2 separate regions of the Macaca mulatta genome follow, and region 2 is linked to region 1. A link is a contact called in public Micro-C data. All regions are on one chromosome and are shown on one strand. Each heading gives the region's core, a stretch centred on a gene start, on an enhancer-like site or on the middle of the called end of the contact. The rest is flanking DNA. Distances are from core to core; before and after follow the strand shown. Region 1 holds the start of STAT2 (signal transducer and activator of transcription 2). Region 2 holds the start of SPRYD4 (SPRY domain containing 4).

The links. Hi-C and Micro-C count contacts between places; a contact is called where the count stands out from the background.
Region 2: a contact with region 1 is called in a Micro-C map of CD4 T cells, with 8 times the contacts expected there. The contact joins the promoter of SPRYD4 here to the promoter of STAT2 in region 1. A contact is called at or near these places in 4 of 14 Hi-C or Micro-C datasets (CD4 T cells, cortical neurons, fetal cortex germinal zone and 1 more).

Annotation. Positions count from the first base shown.
Region 1 is chr11:63,529,038-63,534,370 of T2T-MMU8v2.0, reverse strand. STAT2 (signal transducer and activator of transcription 2) reads left to right here and starts at 2,871. Exons shown (of 24, transcript NM_001266927.1): 1 at 2,871-2,963. APOF (apolipoprotein F) reads left to right here and starts at 151. Exons shown (of 2, transcript XM_001115088.5): 1 at 151-294; 2 at 834-1,847. The coding sequence starts at 279. The coding sequence ends at 1,798.
Region 2 is chr11:63,645,659-63,651,433 of T2T-MMU8v2.0, reverse strand. It overlaps SPRYD4 (SPRY domain containing 4), which reads right to left and starts at 1,608. Exons shown (of 3, transcript NM_001194675.1): 1 at 1,419-1,608; 2 at 1-1,055. The coding sequence starts at 1,503. The coding sequence ends at 517.

The sequences.
Region 1 (5,333 bases), core at 1,622-4,121:
CAAACATCTCATCCTTCCTAATTCTGAATTTCCCTGGCTCCTATCATGAGCTTACTGTATGTGGCAGGGACATACAGGAAATGCCAAAGAACAGGACTGTGGGTATAGATGTTGAGTGTGTGACAAGGGCACAAGGTTTGAGCAGCCAGTATAAATGGGCAAATATTTGCAGAGATTACATCCTTCACTGATCATAGGGGAAAGCAAATATCTCCTTTCCTCACGGGACAGAGAACTAGGCAGAACAGGATCGGGGAGCAACCAAAACTCACTTCTCAATGACTGGACTGTGTGGTAATCTGGGGTCCCTATATATGGGTGGAAATAAAACAGAATCCCTGGTGACCTGTAAATGAGGGAAACCAAGTGGGAGCAATTGGGGTGCATTTCCTATTTCCTAGGCCTTTACCTAAAAAGAACAGAAGCTTGGGGCTAGGTGCAGTGGCTCACACCTGGAAGCCTATCACTTTGGGAGGCGGAGGTGGGAGGATCACTTGAGCCCAAAGTTCAGAATCAGGCTGGGCAAGATGGCAAAACCACATCTCTACAAAAATTTTAAAAATTAGCTGGGCATGGTGTCATGCACCTGTAGTCCCAGCTGCTTGGGAGGCTGAGGCAGGAGGATCCCTTGAGCCCAGGGGTTCAAGGCAGCAGTGATTTGTGATCCCATCACTGCACTCCAGTCTGGGCAACAGAGCAAGACCCCGTCTCTAAAAAGAAAGTACAAAAGCTTGTAGGTAGGTGATGTATGAGGTGTCCCCCTAACTGAGCTGTGGGCTCACCATAGCCCTTAGGGAAATGGTTTGTATGTTTTGGATTTCTCCCCTTTCTAGGGTACTCTGCTCCAGACATGTGTGGCCTCAGACTCATCATGATACCAGTTGAGCTGCTACTTTGCTACGTCTTGCTGCACCCTGTGGATGCCACTTCATCTGGAAAGCAGACAAATGTCTTGATGCACCTTCCCTTGTCCTTGGAATCCCAGACACCCTCCTCAGACCCCTTGTCCTGCCAATTTCTGCACCCAAAGTCACTGCCTGGTTTCAGCCACATGGCCCCTCTACCCAAGTTCTTGGTAAGCCTGGCTCTAAGGAATGCCCTGGAGGAAGCTGGTTGCCAGGCTGATGTTTGGGCTCTACAGCTACAGCTCTACCGCCAGGGTGGTGTGAATGCTACACAGGTCCTCATCCAGCATCTTCGAGGGCTCCAGACAGGAAGAAGCACAGAGAGGAACGTGTCAGTGGAAGCCCTGGCCTCTGCTCTGCAGCTGTTAGCCAGGGAGCAGCAAAGCACAGGAAGGGTCCGGCGCTCCCTCCCCACAGAGGACTGTGAGAATGAGAAGGAGCAAGGTATGCACAATGTCATCCAGCTGTTGCCAGGAGTGGGAACCTTCTACAACCTGGGCACAGCTTTGTATTATGCTACTCAAAACTGCCTGGGCAAGGCCAGGGAACGAGGCCGAGATGGGGCCATAGATCTGGGATATGACCTTCTGATGACCATGGCCGGGATGTCAGGGGGACCTATGGGTCTAGCGATCAGTGCTGCACTTAAACCTGCATTAAGGTCTGGGGTTCAGCAGTTGATCCAGTATTACCAAGATCGGAAAGACGCAAACATCTCTCAGCCAGAGACCACCAAGGAGGGTTTGAGGGCCATCTCAGATGTGAGTGACTTGGAAGAAACAACTACCCTGGCTTCTTTCATATCAGAAGTAGTAAGTTCAGCTCCCTACTGGGGGTGGGCCATAATCAAGAGCTATGACTTAGATCCTGGGGCTGGGAGTCTTGGGATATAAAAGAAGGTAGTAACCACAGAACTAATAAATCTAATATCCTGACAAGCTGTATACATGTCTTCAAAATTTTAAACTCCGATTTATTCAGGAGGAAGGCTGTACAGTAAAACGTAGGAACGTAAATGTTTGGGGGTTGAAGTCAGAGGGTTTGGTTTTGAATCTAGGCTCCACTTGTTAGAGCCTCCGTGATCACTGACTGGTAACTTCTTTCTTGAACTAAGATCAGTTTTTAAATTTCTAAAGGAGAGAATGATTTTAACTTCAACGAGTTGCCCTGTAAATTTTAAATGACACAATTAATCTAAAGTGCTTATCACAGTACTCTCAATAAATAGCTATTAGCCAGGTGCAGTGGCTCATGCCTGTAATCCCAGCACTGTGGGAGGCCGAGGCAGGAGGATCACCTGAGGTCAGGAGTTCAAGACCAGCCTGGGCAACATGGCGAAACTCCGTCTCTACAATAAACACAAAAAATTATCCTGGCGGAGTTATGCACGCTTGTAGTCCCAGCTACCTGGGAGGCTGAGGCGGGAGAATCACCTGAGCCCGGGTGGTCGAGGCTGCAGTGAGCCGAGGTCGCGCCACTGCACTCCAGCCTGGGTGATAAGAGCGAGACCACGTCTCAAAAAAAAAAAAAAAAAAATACTGTTTTCATTACCTCAGCCCTCCTCTTCCTATCCCAAGGCGTCGAAATTCCGGTCCCACCCCTTCCCATGGAGCCCTTGGCGTCTACAGGCTCCTCAAGCTAGTTTCGGTTCCGTGGCTCACGAGCGGGTTCTCGAAAATCAGCTGTTTCAGTCTTGGGCCAGTCCACTAATTAGACTCCTCCCCTCGTAGAAAGTGCCTACTTGAACTTCTCCACCAATCGCTGGAGCTGCAGGTGTGGTTTCGGCTCAGCTTGTCCCGCCCCGCGGGGGGGTGTAGTTGCGGCGGCGCCAGTGAGTTCGCAGTCTGGGAAGGGCTTGACTGAGTGGCAGCCAGTGTCGGGGTGGCGACTGGGAATGGGGCCGCTCCGGACTTCCGCTGCCAACTACAAGGGGGCGGGTCCGAGGGTGTAGGCCGAAGTTGTAGGCGGGGCCTGAGGCTCTAGTACCCGAACTCCTTCTACGGACGGGAAGTCGCGACCAGAGCCAGTGGAGGGCGCGGGGACTGCAACCCTAATCAGGTACGGGCCCTGAGAGGGTGTGCTGAGGTAGGGGTGGGGGTGAGAGTGAGAGTTCCTCCCAGGGAAGGGCGACTGGCCCCAGGAGTTACGCCCTGGAGGGGGCAGCTTCTGTCCCCAGGTTGAAAGAGGAGCTGTCTGTCGCCTGCTCGGTTCTCGATCTTCTCCTGTCCAGCCTATCTCCCCAACCCCAATGCCCCTCCCCGAAAACTGCCCTGCAGCTTCCGAGACCCGGAATCTGGCATTGTTGGTTCGGTATCTGACGTTACTCTGCTCTGCATTATTTTTTATCTTCACCTAAAAACGATGTTCAAAGATAGATAAATCTAAAAACAAAGATAGATAAATCTATCGTCTTTATTTGTTTTGTTTAAAAGTATAAGCTACTGAAAGATGAAACATTGCCTAAGGTCACACACAAAATTCAGTTCATTTCAGAAAAGCTTCTTGAGTGCAAAATATGTGCTTAAGAGTGAGAGATAATGAGAAAAAATTGTTTTAGCTCTTAACCTCAGTGTTTGCAATCCATTCGGGGAGACCAGGTTTTTTGTTTTGTTTTCATATTTGAATCTTTGCTGACTTGCTCCTTTAATATCAGACACTTAAATCCTCAAGAATTGGGACCTCATTATTATTATTATTATTATTATTATTATTATTATTATTTTAGAGATAGAATCTCAGTATGTTGCCCAGGCTCGGTTTCAAACTCCTGACTGAGCTCAAGCCATCCTCCCGTCTTGTGGGCCTCACAAAGTGCTGGGATTACAGGCATGAGCCACCATGCCTGGCCACCTAATCATTTTTTTAACTTATATTTTTTTGTATCATAAAAGCAATACAGACACATAGTTTTAAAAATCAAGCACTACTAAAAGGGTTAAAATGAAAATAGCCCCTGCCCAATCCTTCCCTTCCCTTGTTCCTGCTGGAGGTAGAAGGGCAGCTGATGTTATTCATGTTAGTAGAAGACTATACCACCCCAAGCATTTCTTTTTACTTTGTAATAAAATCATGTGACCTTTTTAGACCACTAATGTGCATGAATTCTGTTTTGTTAGGCTCAGGCTGCAACAAGCTTAAGTTTCAGTTTCCTAAATAGACACCAGATGGCAGCGAGCAGGGAACAGTGGGGAGAAAGATGCAAGGCACAGCCTGCTTGGTGACAGGCAAAAGCCAATTCATTGTTGTTGTTTTGATTCAGAGACCGCACTCTGTCTCCCAGGCTGGATGTGATCTCCACTTACTGTAACCCCTGCCTCCTGGGTACAGGCCATTCTCCTGCCTCAGCCTTTTGAGTAGCTGGGATTACAGGTGCCCACCAACATGCCTGGCTAATTTTTTTGTATTTTTGGTAGAGATAGGATTTCACATTGGCCAGGCTGGTCTTGAACTCCTGACCTCAAGTGATCCTCCCGCCTCTTCCAAAGTGCTGGAATTACAGGCATGAGCCACTGTGCCCTGCCAAAACAAAAAAAACAAAAAAAATTTAAGTGAAGTTTCAGGATCTCACAAAGTTGATAACTTATAATCATATTCAAGATTCACAGGTCATAAACGTGTCATATTCTTAGGGACTGAGCAACCCGTTGCATAGCATTTAGATGTCTTCTAGCATGGAGCTCCTCCTTCCTATATGGAGGGCAGTTTATAGGGTGTACTTACCTAACCTCCAAAAAGATTTAGCTCCTAAAAAAGCTTCAGGTGGCCGGGCACGGTGGCTCACACCTCTAATCCCCGCACTTTGGGAGGCCAAGGTGGGCAGATCACCTGAGGTCAGAAGTTCCAGACCAGCCTGGATGACATGGTGAAACCCCATCTCTACTAAAAATACAAAAATTAGCAGGGCATGGTGGTGGGCGACTGTAATCCCAGCTAGTCAGGAGGCTGAGCCAGGAGAATCCCTTCAACTCGGGAGGCAGAGTTTGCAGTGAGCCGAGATCATGTCACTGCACTCCAGCCTGGGTGACAGAGCAAGACTCCATCTCAAAAAAAAAAAAAAGCTTCAGGGTCAGCAGGGATCATGCTGTAATAAATACTTAACATCAACACTGATCTTTAAATGCTTATATTTGTTTAGCATAAACAAATATAAACAACAAACACATAAATGCAAAATAAATGAATTAGAGAGATAGATGAAATAAGATAGTGGAAACAGTAGTTTGTTAAAGCTGGATGGTGATCCTTGTACTAGTCACTCTGCTTTAGTGTGTGTTTGAAAATTACCATTAGGCTGGTTATGGTGGCTCATGCCTGTAATCCCAGCATTTTGGAAGGCTGAAGCAGGCAGATCACTTGAGCTCAGGAGTTTGAGATCTGCCTGGGCAACATGGCAAAATCCTATCTCTACAAAAAATTAGCTGGCGTGAT
Region 2 (5,775 bases), core at 359-2,858, 120 kb before region 1:
AGGGAGCCAGAGCCCAAACTCTGAATGTGCTGTAGAAAAAGGGCCAAGTCATTGACTGCACCACTCCTTCAGCCAGAGGTAGAAAGGATTTACTCTTCAGCGATCTGGTAGAGCCCCAAGAACAAACAAGTTACATGTGGACAAAGGGAGGGAGAAATATCACGGTGATTAATAAATTCAAACAAAGCTGAATGATAAGACCCCAGGATGGAATACAGTCTGAGAAAGGTCTGGGCAAAGGGAAGCAGAGGGACTGAAGGAAGCAGGTCAGGGAAGATACATCACCCATGGTAGCCTAGGAAATTGGCAGTAGTTGGTGGGTGGGAGAAGGAGGGTTTGGCTGTATGCCTAGCTTTCACAAGGTAGGGGATGAGGAAGATGATTATGATATTGCACAAAGGACCCAACATTGAATTGCGGGAGCTAGAGGTTGCTTGAGGCAAAGTAAAAAGGCTTCAGACATTTTCAAAAGGAGGCTGGCCAAGAGCGTGATTAGGGACTCCAGTAATGGAAATACTAGAGGCCCGGGGGCACCTCAAGCCCTGAATGGGTCAGCAGCTCTCCATCCCAGAGAGCAAAGGCAGGCACCACTGGACCCCGGAAATCTGTCTGTAGCGTGTGAACCACAGAGACCTGGCTCACATCCACCAGGCTCAGCTTCTGGGCCTCATACTCCAGCAGCAGCCCCACCTTCTCTGGCTGCCCAATACCCTCAATTGGGGCTTTCTCGTTGGCCAACATGGTGTACCACTTGCGCTGGGCATAGGTGAACACCCAGGAACGATCATCAACACCAATGCAGCTATCCCGGGACATGTCCACATCTGCCACTCCTATCCGGAACTGCTGGGAGCGCTTCACTGTCACTTCCCAGTAGTGTCTGCCACTGGTGACCGCTGTGTCTGCCAGCACCACTGCCCACTCCCGGAAGCGCTCCACATTCAAGGCCACCTTGGTGGGCTCCAATCCCACCAAGCCATATTTGACGCCCGTATCACCTCTGAAGAGTGCCAGGCTGCTGTGGGCGGTTTTTTCTTCCAATTTGAAACTGACGCCTGCGGGCAGAGCAAAAAGACGGGATAATAACAGGGGCTAGAACCCTAGGGCTGGTGATATATTCAGATCTAAAGCAGGCAGTCATGAGACACGAGCAACTAGGGAAGAGTCAGAATGCCAAGCGGGCAAGAGAGTCGGGGGGTCGCTTTAGTATGGATAGCTCATGGAGCTGAAAAACTCGGATTGAGGAAGTCCCGGAATTTAAAGAAACCAAATGGTGTCAAAGGTTTGGAATCTAGAGACCAAGGCAGGTGGGGGAAGGAAAAGACCCGAGAGGGTTGGAATTGCTTCTCGGAGTCGGGTCTGGGAATAAGAGACGGAAGCCATTCTGGAGGTAAAAGAGTAAAAAGAGATAATCCTACCTCTCTGGGCCTCTGTGGAGGCAACTCCCAATCGTTTGGCTCCCCAGCGGCACAAGCGCAAAGAACGTGCAAAAAGCAGCGCCATCTTGCGCCATGGATGAGCCGGACACGCCTCCCGCTTACAGACTCAGCCATCTGCCCGCCTGCTCCCCTAGCACGTGGTGCGCGAGGGACGGCCGCGCAGTGTTATGACGTAGGAGCGACGCCTTGCGGGAGGCGGCCGCGTTAGCGGTTTCTGTTCTGATTCTTCCCGGTGGTTGATGCTGTTTATTCAGTTTTTCTGCGTAGATGGACGCTGCTCACATTTGAACTACATAAAACTTTTAGAGATGTAGTGTTGCCAGATGCTTAAAAGTATAGATTTAAAAATTAAACAGTACTGTAATTAGCTTTGATCCCGGCTTCACTGTGTGAGTTTGGGCAACTCATTCCACTTTTCTGAGCCTTAGTGTTCTCATTTTTAAAATAGAAATTATATACAGACCTTAGTAATAATTAAGTGAGGATAATCTAGGACGGGCGCGATGGCTCACGCCTGTAATCCCAGCACTTTGGGAGGCCGAGGCAGGCGGATCACGAGGTCAGGAGATCAAGACCATCCTGGCTAACATGGTGAAACCCCGCCTCTACTAAAAGTACAAAAATTAGCCGGGCATGGTGGCGCGCGCCTGTAATCCCAGCTACCCGGGAGGCTGAGGCAGGAGAATCGCTTGAACCAGGAAGTCGGAGGTTGCAGTGAGCCGAGATCCTGCCACTGCACTCCAGCCTGGTGACAGAGCAAGACTCCATCTCAAAAAGAAAAAAAAATAATAATAAATAATAATAATAATCTAGATATACATTGGCAAATAGCAACCATTGGGTAATTCAGAGTTGTTTATAATTAATACTAAATGCATAAATACTGTTAATGTTGGTTTTATATGTTCAAGGCTAGGAACGGATGGTTTAACTCAGCATTCAGTTTTCTGAACATAACCAAAAGTAGCAATATTTTGGTTTAGTGTATGAGGTAGGAGATTACAAACAGCCTATATTTAACATTTAGATCTGCATTCCATTTTATTTTGTTTTTTGAGACAGGGTCTCATTCTGTCACCCACGCTGCATACAGCACAGTAAGGCGAACACAGCTCACTGCAGCCTTCATCTCCCAGGCACAATTGATATTCCTGCTATAGCCTCCCGTGTAGCTGGGACCACAAGTGCACGCACCATGCCCGGTTAACTTTTTTTGTAGAAACGAGGGTTTCACTTTGTTGCCCCGGCTGTTCTCGAATTCTTGGGCTCAAGCCATCCTCCCACCTTTGCCTCCCAAAGTGCTGTGATTACAGGTGTTAGCCACCATGCCAGGCCCACATTTTTTTTAAATCAATCCACTTCTCAGGCCGGGCGCGGTGGCTCAAGCCTGTAATCCCAGCACTTTGGGAGGCCGAGACCATCCTGGTTAACACGGTGAAACCCCGTCTCTACTAAAAAATACAAAAAACTAGCCGGCCGAGGTGGCGGACGCCTGTAGTCCCAGCTACTCGGGAGGCTGAGGCAGGAGAATGGCGTGAACCCGGGAGGCGGAGCTTGCAGTGAGCTGAGATCCGGCCACTGCACTCCAGCCTGGGCAACAGAGCGAGACTCCGTCTCAAAAAAAAAAAAAAAAAAAAAATCAATCCACTTCTCAAGGTTCTGCTGGCCAGTGCAATATCAACATACATCCCACGGCCATCCTCCTACCCCTCAAAAAAAGGATTTTAGATATATGTTTTGTAAATTTATATTTTGAGACGTAGTGTCATTCTATCACCCAGGCTGGAGTACAGTGGTTTGATCTTGGCTAACTGCAACCTCCGCCTATGGGGTTCAAGCAATTCTCCTGTCTCAGCCTCCTGAGTAGCCGGAATTACAGGTGCCCGCCAACCACATCTGGGTAATTTGTTTTTTGTTTTTTGTTTTTTGTTTTTTTTTGAGACTGAGTCTCACTCTGTTGCCCAGGCTGGAGTGCAGTGGTACGACCTTGGCTCACTGTAACCTCTGCCTCCCAGGTACAAGGAATTCTCTTGTCTCAGCCTCCTGAGTACCTGGGACTGTAGGCACATGCCACTACATCTGGCTAATTTTTGTATTTTTAGTAGAGACAGGGTTTCACTATATTGGTCAGGCTGGTCTTGAACTCCTGACCTCAGGTGACCCACCCACCTCAGCCTCCCGAAGTGCTGGGATTACACCTGTGAGCCACTACGCCTGGCCTAATTTTTGTATTTTTAATAGAGACAGAGTTTCACCATGTTGGCCAGTCTGGTCTCAGACTCCTGATCCGCCCACCTCAGCCTCCCAAAGTGCTGGGATTACAGATGTGAGCCACCATACCTGGCCTCTGGCCTAGATACTTAAAAGCCTAAATAATTAACCAAAAATTCTTCCTCCTCTCCCAGAGTTCTAACTGCCTCGAATCGTGGACATGGCCCTAGTTCAGGCCACTGTCATCCTTGACCTTAAGCCTTTCTTATTTCTTTTCTTTCTTTCTTTTCTTTTTTTCTTTTTTTTTTTTTTTTACTGAGACGGGGTCTCACTCTGTCACCCAGGCTGGAGTGCAGTGGCATAATCTCAGTGCACTGTAACCTCCACTGCCCAGGCTCAAGCGATTCTCCTACCTCAGCCTCCCAGGTAGTTGGGACTACAGGCACCCACCACCATGCCCGGCTAATTTGTGTGTTTTTAGTAGAGACAGAGTTTTGCCATGTTGGCCAGGCTTTTCTCAAACTCCTGACCTCAGATAATCCGCCCGCCTCTGCCTCTCAAAGTTCTGGGATTACAGGCATGAGCTACCACACCCGGCCAAGGCTTTCTCATTTCAATGTAGAAATGTGAGTAGCTTCTAAGCTGATCTGCCAGCTTCTATTTATCTGCTTCTAATTCAATGTTGGCATTACAGTCAGACATGACACCTCTCTGCTTAAATCCTTTAAGGTGCCTGCCTCAAATTCCCTTGCATGGTCACAAGGCTTTACGTGATATGACTGCTGCCTATCTTCTTTGTTCATTTTCACAAAACATGATTTTTTCAAGGGTTCACAGGGCCATTGCAGTATGATTCACTAGGTGCCATGATTGAAGTCATACAGGATGCAAAGGAAACAAAGGTGAAGCCTCTGATTTAGTATATGGAAAGGTGGGAAGAGACTTCCCAAAAGCCATAGCTATGGCTTGAAAAGCAGAAATGGTTAAGCAAGTGAGGGAATTAACCAACAAGCTGCCTTCAGGCACTTGTTTAACAAAGACACATCCTGCACAGCCCAAAATCCATTAAACCTTGAGTCACCACAGCACATGTCTCTTACAAAGACAAGGTTGGGGGTAGGGTCACAGATTAACAGTATCTCAAATACAGAACAAAGTGGAGTCTCTTATGTCTACTTCTTTCTATATAGACCCAGTAACAGGCTGATCTCTCTTTCTTTTCCCCACAGTCTGTCTCCTCTCACATAACTGATTCTCACTGAATTCCTATCACATTCCCCCTACTCCTACCCAGCCCCCACCATCAACTGCATCAGCCTTCTAACTGGTCTCCATTCTCCCCAGTGCTGCTGAGAGAAACTGTATCACCCATTAGACTGTGAATTCTTAAGAAAGGTGATTAAATACTGTGTTCTTTGTGCCCCAGGGCCTTAGTGTTCCCTTTAGCACAGAATATGTGCTCATTAAAACAAATGAGTATAAAAGTAGAGGGTGGTTGGGCACGGTAGCTTATGCCTGTAATCCCAGCACTTTGGGAGGCTGAGGTGAGAGGATCACTTGAGCCCAGGAGTTTGAGACCAGCCTGGGCAACATAGGGAGACCCTATCTCTACAAAATAAATTTTAGAATTAGCCAGGTGTGGTGGCACACACCTGTAGTCCCAGCTAATTGGGAAGCTGAGGCACAAGGATTGCTTGAGCCCAGGAGGTTGAGGCTACAGTGAACCTGGACAACAAAGCAAGACCCTGTCTGAATTAAAAAAAAAAAAAAAAGTTTTGTTCCCACATTTTTTGGAGTGCAGTGGCTCATTCTCTCCACCATTTTTTTGTTTTTTCTTTCTTTTGAGACAGGGTCTGGCTCTGTCGCCCAGGCTGGAGTGCAGTGGCGTGATCTCAACTCACTGCAACCTCCGCCTCCTGGGTTCAAGCGATTCTCCTGCCTCAGCCTCCCGAGTAGCTGGGACTACAGGCATGCACCATCACGCCTGGCTAATTTTTTGTATTTTTAATACAGACAGGGTTTCACCATTTTGGCCGGGCTGGTCTTAAACCCGTGTCCTCAAGCAATCTGCCCGTCTTGGCCTCCCAAAGTGCTGGGATTACAGAGGTGAACTGCCGTGCCCAGC